Linked DNA regions of Sus scrofa: region 1 is linked to region 2. Evidence: chromatin contacts called from public Hi-C data. All regions are on one chromosome and are shown on one strand. The core of a region is the stretch at or near the end of the contact, and the rest is flanking DNA. Distances in the headings are between cores, read along the strand shown.

Region 1 (3,463 bases), core at 62-2,561, 68 kb after region 2:
AAATTTTATTAAATACATCTTATCATTCCATAAGACATCTTTCATACCTCTAGGGGAAAAAAAGGCAGATATAAAAACCAATTCTATCTTAACTAGTTTTTTCCCTGAGTTAAGATTCCAATGGTTTCAAAAAGAACAAGGGAGGAAAGGCTGATAGTGATTTAAAATATTTTAATCTATTGTCTATCCAGAGAAAACTCTGAATGGTTATATAGTGGCAACCTCTGGAAGAAAATTTCTTTGGCTTTGGTGTGATTATGTGGACAGAGGTATGGAAGGAGTTGTTTACTTTATAATTTTAGAGGTGATAAAAAGCACAGAAGATAACTGAACTCCTCAAAGTATGAAAGATGAAATGCAATACTCTTAACCTAAGGTAAATAATCCATGGTTCATAGATTTATGCCTCAGAAACTACAATCCTTCTGAAACAATTTGCAAAATGCTGTATTGTATGTATTTAAGTACATTTGAGGAAGAACAGGTCCACAGTTTTCATCAGAATCTAACTAAAATCCATGATCGAAAAAAGGTAAAGAAAACTGCTCCTGGCTGAAAAAACAATAAACCTTCATTCAAGAATTGCATTTAACATGTAAGTACAAAAAAACCTAAATAATGAATACATTCAACATATGAGACAGTGTGTTAGATATATAACCTCCACCTGTTAGAAAAAAAAATTATTAGCTCCAACATGGATGAAGAAAATGAGGTTTAAATAGTACAGTTCCCACTGTCAAATGTAGTATTAAAACAGGATTCAAAAGCAAGTTTCCCAACTCTTTCCATATATGACTTTTTCCTGGAGAAATATTGGGAAAGAAATACAAAGGTAATGGGTTATTTCATATGGAATATAATGTTATGTCAGGCACAGAAACTGCCAAGTATTCACATGCCTGGGATTTAATGAAACTGGAATCTGACTCTTCTCCCTAACTGCCCTTTGATTAAGATTCTCAGGGATACTTCTAGCAATAACGTCAGGAAGACCTTGGTATTTGATTAAGATGTATGAACTTTAATGTTCAAGGCTGCCTAAGCCAATGAATAGGTCTGGTGCTATTCTGTTCTTCTGGGTTTCATGGGAAGTAAAACAAAGTTGTTCATGTGTGGAAGATAAAAAGTTGCAATACCAAGCCCATGTTTTTTATGTCTTAGCATACAAAACAAGAGGATCTGGTGATAACACTAAAAGGAGACAAGAACTTCTACATATGAAAAGACCTCCTGTTTACTTAAAGCATATTAACAACTTAAAATATATCCCAGAACTAGGCTCTGGCAAAGAGAACTTTAGCACTAAGAGTTTGGGTTGGAGCCAGAAAGCTGGGTCAAATAACGGAGAGGATCACAGACTGTGAGGTGATAATACTGGGTAAGAGTAAGACAAAAAAGGAAGGAAAGGCACAAATGAAAGAATAATCCACAAAGCAAGTTAGGGATATGTTTTAAAGGTTCTGAGATTTAGAAAACAGAATGGTTAGATCTTTGCTTTGATACTTTGCCACTTTATCTAGAACTGCTGAATCACCTGTTAAGCCTACACCAGAGAAGTCAAAGAGACAGGGTTTGCATCATCATTCCCAGAAAAGGAGATAAAGAGTAGGAAAAAGTTGTTGCATTTCCCATTACTTTTTTTTTTTTTTTTTTTTTTTTTTTTGGTTTTTAGGGATGCATCCGAGGCATATGTAAGTTCCCAAGCTAGGGGTCAAATCAGAGCTACAGCTGCAGGCCTCACATCCTCATGGACGCTAGCTGGATTTGTTTCTGCTCCACGACAATGGGAACTCCCTTCCATTACTCTTATCTGTCCTTCTTTATTAATACTATGATTAAATAGTAAAAATTTTTATATTTTGGGGGAATTTAAGAATACATTCTATTTAAAATCTAAAGATCTAGTGAACCCAGAATACAATCCTAAAAGATCATCTAACCCATAAAACTATTATTTGTGGAAACCACATTACAAATCCCATTTCCTATGCTAACACTGGCTCTACCTACAATAAACTGGCGTGCAATTATAGCCAAAGAGTTTTATTGGCAATCTATGAATTTAATAAAATGATCAAATTAAACAGAATTATGAAGGAAAATAAGTCATATTTTTTCTAAATTATAATTTTAAATTATAGTTTTTAATAACAGTCAAATATATTACCAGTCAGTAACCCTATTTTCACAAAGCTCTCCATTCTTCCTCAACTTCAGTTTTAAAAACTACTATTTATGGAGACTGTTATAGTTCACAAATGTTTCACAAAAATATTTCATCTGACCCCCACCAAAAGAAGGTTTTATGATAGCCCTTTTACGTGAGGCTGAGAGATTTACCTTGCATATCACACTAACAGCATAAATTAAAAGATGGAGTAGAGTCTAAGACAGATTTTTCTCACTTCACATTTTTGAGAATTTACTAAAAAGAGATCATCTATAAGGTATGTATTTTTGATTTGATGTTCAAGAAAGGGTTGAAGAATAGTATTCTATTCACTTACCATCTGAAATCCATTTCTAGATCAATTACATGAATTTTTCCCAAGATGGCGTCAGGGAAAAAACAAGTATAACAGAACAAAGCAACATTGACTTCACTCCAATAAAGTCTTTTTTTTGAAGAAGGAGAGGGCAGTCTGATAATCTGGTGTTCTAACTAACTCTTAACACACCAGGGTTATTATTACTTATGTATAATGATCCAGGAGGAGGTAATAAATTAGAAAAAGATGTCATTCACACAGATCTGTAAAGAGGACCTAAATGCAAGATAAAATGAGCTAGTGAGTTCTACAATTTACACAAAACATTTCCTAAAAAATTACTAGGGAGACCACAAAAGAATAGAAGGGAGGCAGTGAACTACAGGAGTTAGAAAAAGCAGACTTTGATGAGAGACTGCCCATGTTTATATTCTATTTCCATCATTTACTGTGACCCTGAACAAGTTTTCTTTCCCTTGATTTTTTTCAACTATACAATGTGGATAATAATATTATCTATCTCTTAGGGTTACTGTGAGGATTAAATGAGAGACAATACATAAAGCAATTAGAACCGTGCTTGGCATACAATAAAGACATTAAAACATTAGTTAATAAAATACTGGTTATTACAGTAATAATTATCCCCAATATACTAGGTGTTATGAGTATCTTCAGGGAAGAGGTGATATTTTATCTGGTGGCTTTTAATGGTTTATAAAGCAGTCAACATAAAGTGACATCCACAGAGAATAAATATTAATGGAGCCTGAAAGCTGACATCTGACACAGCATATCCTAAAAAAATACTGTATCGCTACAAAAGCACTGTAGTTTAAAAGATTTGGCACTAGTACACATAATAAAACAGGGGTTGCAGAAACAGCCCTATGTATCTTTGGCAGCACTTTCATCACTGGAATATATCCTACCAGAATACAAAGATATATATCAAGAAGAGTCCACTGCAG
Region 2 (3,662 bases), core at 388-2,887:
ACACCCACAGCATATGGAGGTTCCGAGGCTAGGGGTCAAATAGGAGCTACAGCTGCCGGCCTGGGCCTGCCTATACCACAGCCATAGCAAAGCAGGATCCGAGCCGCGTCTGCAACCTACACCACAGCTCACAGCAATGCTGGATCCTTAACTCACTGAGCGAGGCCAGGGATCGAATCCTCAACCTCATGGTTCCTAGTCGGATCTGTTTCTGCTGCACTACAATGGGAATTCCTCTACACCCCTATTCTTTACCACCCAGATTTGAGAACTTCATCTTTAGTTCAGATTATGGCAAAGTCTCCTAGGCAGTCTCCCTTGCTAGCTTTCCTTCAGGCTACCTCTCTCTATCTCTGGCCATGCCCATGGCATCTGGAAGTTCAGGGACAGGGATCAAATCTGTGCCACAGCAGTGACCAGAGCCATAGCAGTGACAACACCAGAAACTTAACCTGCTGAGCCACCAGGGAACTCTTCTTTCAAGCTCTTTTCAACCAAGAACCCAGAGATCTTGCTTATAAGAAAGCACATCACGTCATCCAACGGCCTCTAATCTTATCACGGTAAAGGTCAAAATTTTTATAGGATCTGTCCAGTGGTAAGATCTCATACTTCTCCTTTTACTTCTCTGGTTTCATCACCTACTATTCTCACTCTTCCTCTTTCCACTTTAGCCAAAATGGCTTTCTTTTCATTAAAAATACTAATTAAGCTGCAACTCCAAGATTTATGTATCTGCTGTCCCTCTGACAAGACAGTTTCTCTTGTAGGCACAGATCACTACCTTATTTATTTCAGGTCTTTGCTAAAAAGTCCACCTCTTAGGTGAGGATCTCTGATTACCCTATTAAAAACACAATGTGTGGAGTTCCCGTCGTGGCACAGTGGTTAACGAATCCGACTAGGAACCATGAGGTTGTGGGTTCCATCCCTGCCCCTTGCTCAGTGGGTTAGCGATCCAGCATTGCTGTGAGCTGTGGTATAGGTCGCAGATGCGGCTCGGATCCCGCGTTGCTGTGGCTCTGGCGTAGGCTGGCAGCTATAGCTCGATTAGACCCCTAGCCTGGGAACCTCCATATGCCACAGGAGCGGCTCAAGAAATGGCAAAAAGACAAAACAAAACAAAACAAACAAACAAACCCCCCCCCAAAAAAAACCCCACAATGTGATCTTCACCTTAAACACTGCCTTAGCACTTCCCCAATTTCTCTGCCCATAACCTTATCATTCATTTTATGCCATACTATATAGTTCACCTACTTGTTAAATGTACTCTCCCCTTGCCAAAATGAAAGCTTTGAACAGCACTTAATAAAACTGTCTCAATTTCCCATTTTATAGCACTGACAGTTGCTAGATCCAGTGTTCTCAGTCTAGGACAAATCCTTTCCACAAGACATTTCCTATATAAGAACATTTTTTTTTTTTTTTCCTTTCAGGTGGTCTCTCATCCTCTCTCTCTTTCTCAGGCACATACCCTCTATTTCCCCATTTGAAATCTCATTCAATTTCCTCCGTGTAAGCTTTAAAATAACCTTTCGGAACTATTCTAGCCAACAGATGAACTTCAGAACTTGTGAGCAAAGTTAAAACTGGCACACGCCACAACACTTAACTACTGTAAAGTCTAGCACATAGTACTCAATGTACTCAATTATTTCTCAACATTTGCTGAACAAATATGACTGTCACAAGCATGCTCTACTGTTTTGCTGATCACTTACAGTATTTTCAGTGCCAAAGAACCTGTAACTCTTTATTTTTTTTCTATTCTATTTCCTGCTTGAAGTAGCTTTAACATACTCTTCTGCCAGTCTCATAAGACACCACATGAAAAATATCTGAAGAGTATCAATAATATTGTAGGCCTGTAAAACTGAAAGTTAACTAAGGAATAGAACCTAAAGATAACTATAATGAATGATGTCAGATGAACGACAACGAACACAGAGCCAAGAATAACATCAACTTCACACTTTTGTTAATGCTATATTAACCTCTCTTTCACGGTCTTAAATGATGCTGCATAAAAACACTATTATATAAAAGATGATTCTTTTTTTTTTTTTTTTTTTTTTTGTCTTTTTAGGGCCTCACCTGAGGCATGTGGAGGTTCCCAGGCTAGGGGTCTAATTGGAGCTGTTGCTGCTGGCCTACACCACTGCCATAGTAATGCCAGATCTTTAACCCACTGAGCGAGGCCAGGGATTGAACCTGCAACCTCATGGTTCCCAGTTAGATTTGTTTCTGCTGCGCCACAAGAGGAACTCCAAAAGATGATTCTTAAGTGCTATATTTCATCTCTAAACTCATATACCAAAGAATACTCTCATTCTCTCAACTATTTAAACGCATCTGCTAAAACACAGTTGACCAGGAGCAACATGGAGGTTAGGGGTGCCCATACTCCACTCAGCTGAAAATCTGCAAATAACTTAGACCTGCATAAATGCAGTTCCTCCATATCATGGTGCCTCTATATCCACATTCATGCAACCATGGATTCAACCAACCACAAACTGAAATCTGTGTATAAGGATCTGTGCAGTTCAGACCTATAGGTAAAGGGTCAACTATAAATAAAATGGTTTCTTTTTAGTTAGAGGGGAAAAAAAGAAGCCTCTGAGGAGTGAAGACAATAAGGACTATTAATGATTTTCTGCCAGCTGCATCCTTGGCATTATATTTTTCACTATACTATCCATATTGTTTTATATATGAAATGGTATGACCTTTAATACATAACATCATCAGAAAAACTTAAAAGGTCAAGTCACAAAATATTTACTGAGTCCTTACTAACTGTGAAGTACTACATAATAGGGATTGTAGGACACAAAACAAGAAAGTCCCTGGAACTCACATTCAACTTATGGAAACTAGATTTATGATATTTTTTGAACATTCATAAAACAAATAAAAACCTTGCCTTTTAAAATGGTCAAACTGGAGTTCCCGTCGTGGCGCAGTGGTTAACGAATCCGACTAGGAACCATGAGGTTGCAGGTTCGGTCCCTGCCCTTGCTCAGTGGGTTAACGATCCGGCGTTGCCATGAGCTGTGGTGTAGGTTGCAGACGCGGCTCGGATCCCGCGTTGCTGTGGCTCTGGTGTAGGCTGGTGGCTCCAGCTCCGATTCGACCCCTAGCCTGGGAACCTCCATATGCCACGGGAGCGGCCCAAGAAATAGCAACAACAACAACAACAAAAGACAAAAGACAAAAAAATAAAATAAAATAAAATAAAATAAAATATAATGGTCAAACTATGCATATGAAGTAGAAAACGGCATTAGAAATCACTTCCTTTTTTGTCACCGAAACATTATAGCAAAAGATCTTTTATAATATCGTAAGAAGTCATCCTTGTAGTCAGATAGACACTGGTGTCCCAGCTCTGCTATTTGTCACCTATTTGATCATGATTAAGTTACTTCTTTTCAGCTTTTCATGAGTAAAATGGGAATGAAAACGAAATCCATGCCTAAGGCTTTTTGTGGGTACAAACAAGATATCACATATAAAATGGTTTTTGCACAGTGCCAGGCATAAAAACATGCTAAGTAAATGTCAGCTATTTCTATTATTTTTAAGAAAGTGATTTTATATTGATCACAGTGAAAATATACTTACTTGTCCGACTGCCCTGCATTTGCTGTGCTTTC

The links. Hi-C and Micro-C count contacts between places; a contact is called where the count stands out from the background.
Region 1: a contact with region 2 is called in a Hi-C map of liver, with 2.6 times the contacts expected there. The contact joins two enhancer-like sites. A contact is called at or near these places in 5 of 47 Hi-C or Micro-C datasets (blood, embryonic fibroblasts and liver) and 1 of 2 datasets of contacts at active chromatin or transcription factors (alveolar macrophages).

What each region holds. Positions count from the first base shown.
Region 1 is chr8:69,508,225-69,511,687 of Sscrofa11.1, forward strand. The region is part of intron 3 of ANKRD17 (ankyrin repeat domain 17); the gene reads right to left. Among named protein-coding and RNA genes, the nearest start is that of ANKRD17, 21 kb to the right of the region's middle. Within about 2 kb of position 1,312, at least 2 of the 83 cell types and tissues checked have an H3K27ac peak or open chromatin away from gene starts, as enhancers often do. A contact at or near this core is called in liver, where this site is marked.
Region 2 is chr8:69,439,999-69,443,660 of Sscrofa11.1, forward strand. It overlaps ANKRD17 (ankyrin repeat domain 17), which reads right to left. Exons shown (of 35, transcript NM_001201383.2): 5 at 3,631-3,662. Among named protein-coding and RNA genes, the nearest start is that of ANKRD17, 89 kb to the right of the region's middle. Within about 2 kb of position 1,638, at least 3 of the 83 cell types and tissues checked have an H3K27ac peak or open chromatin away from gene starts, as enhancers often do. A contact at or near this core is called in liver, where this site is marked.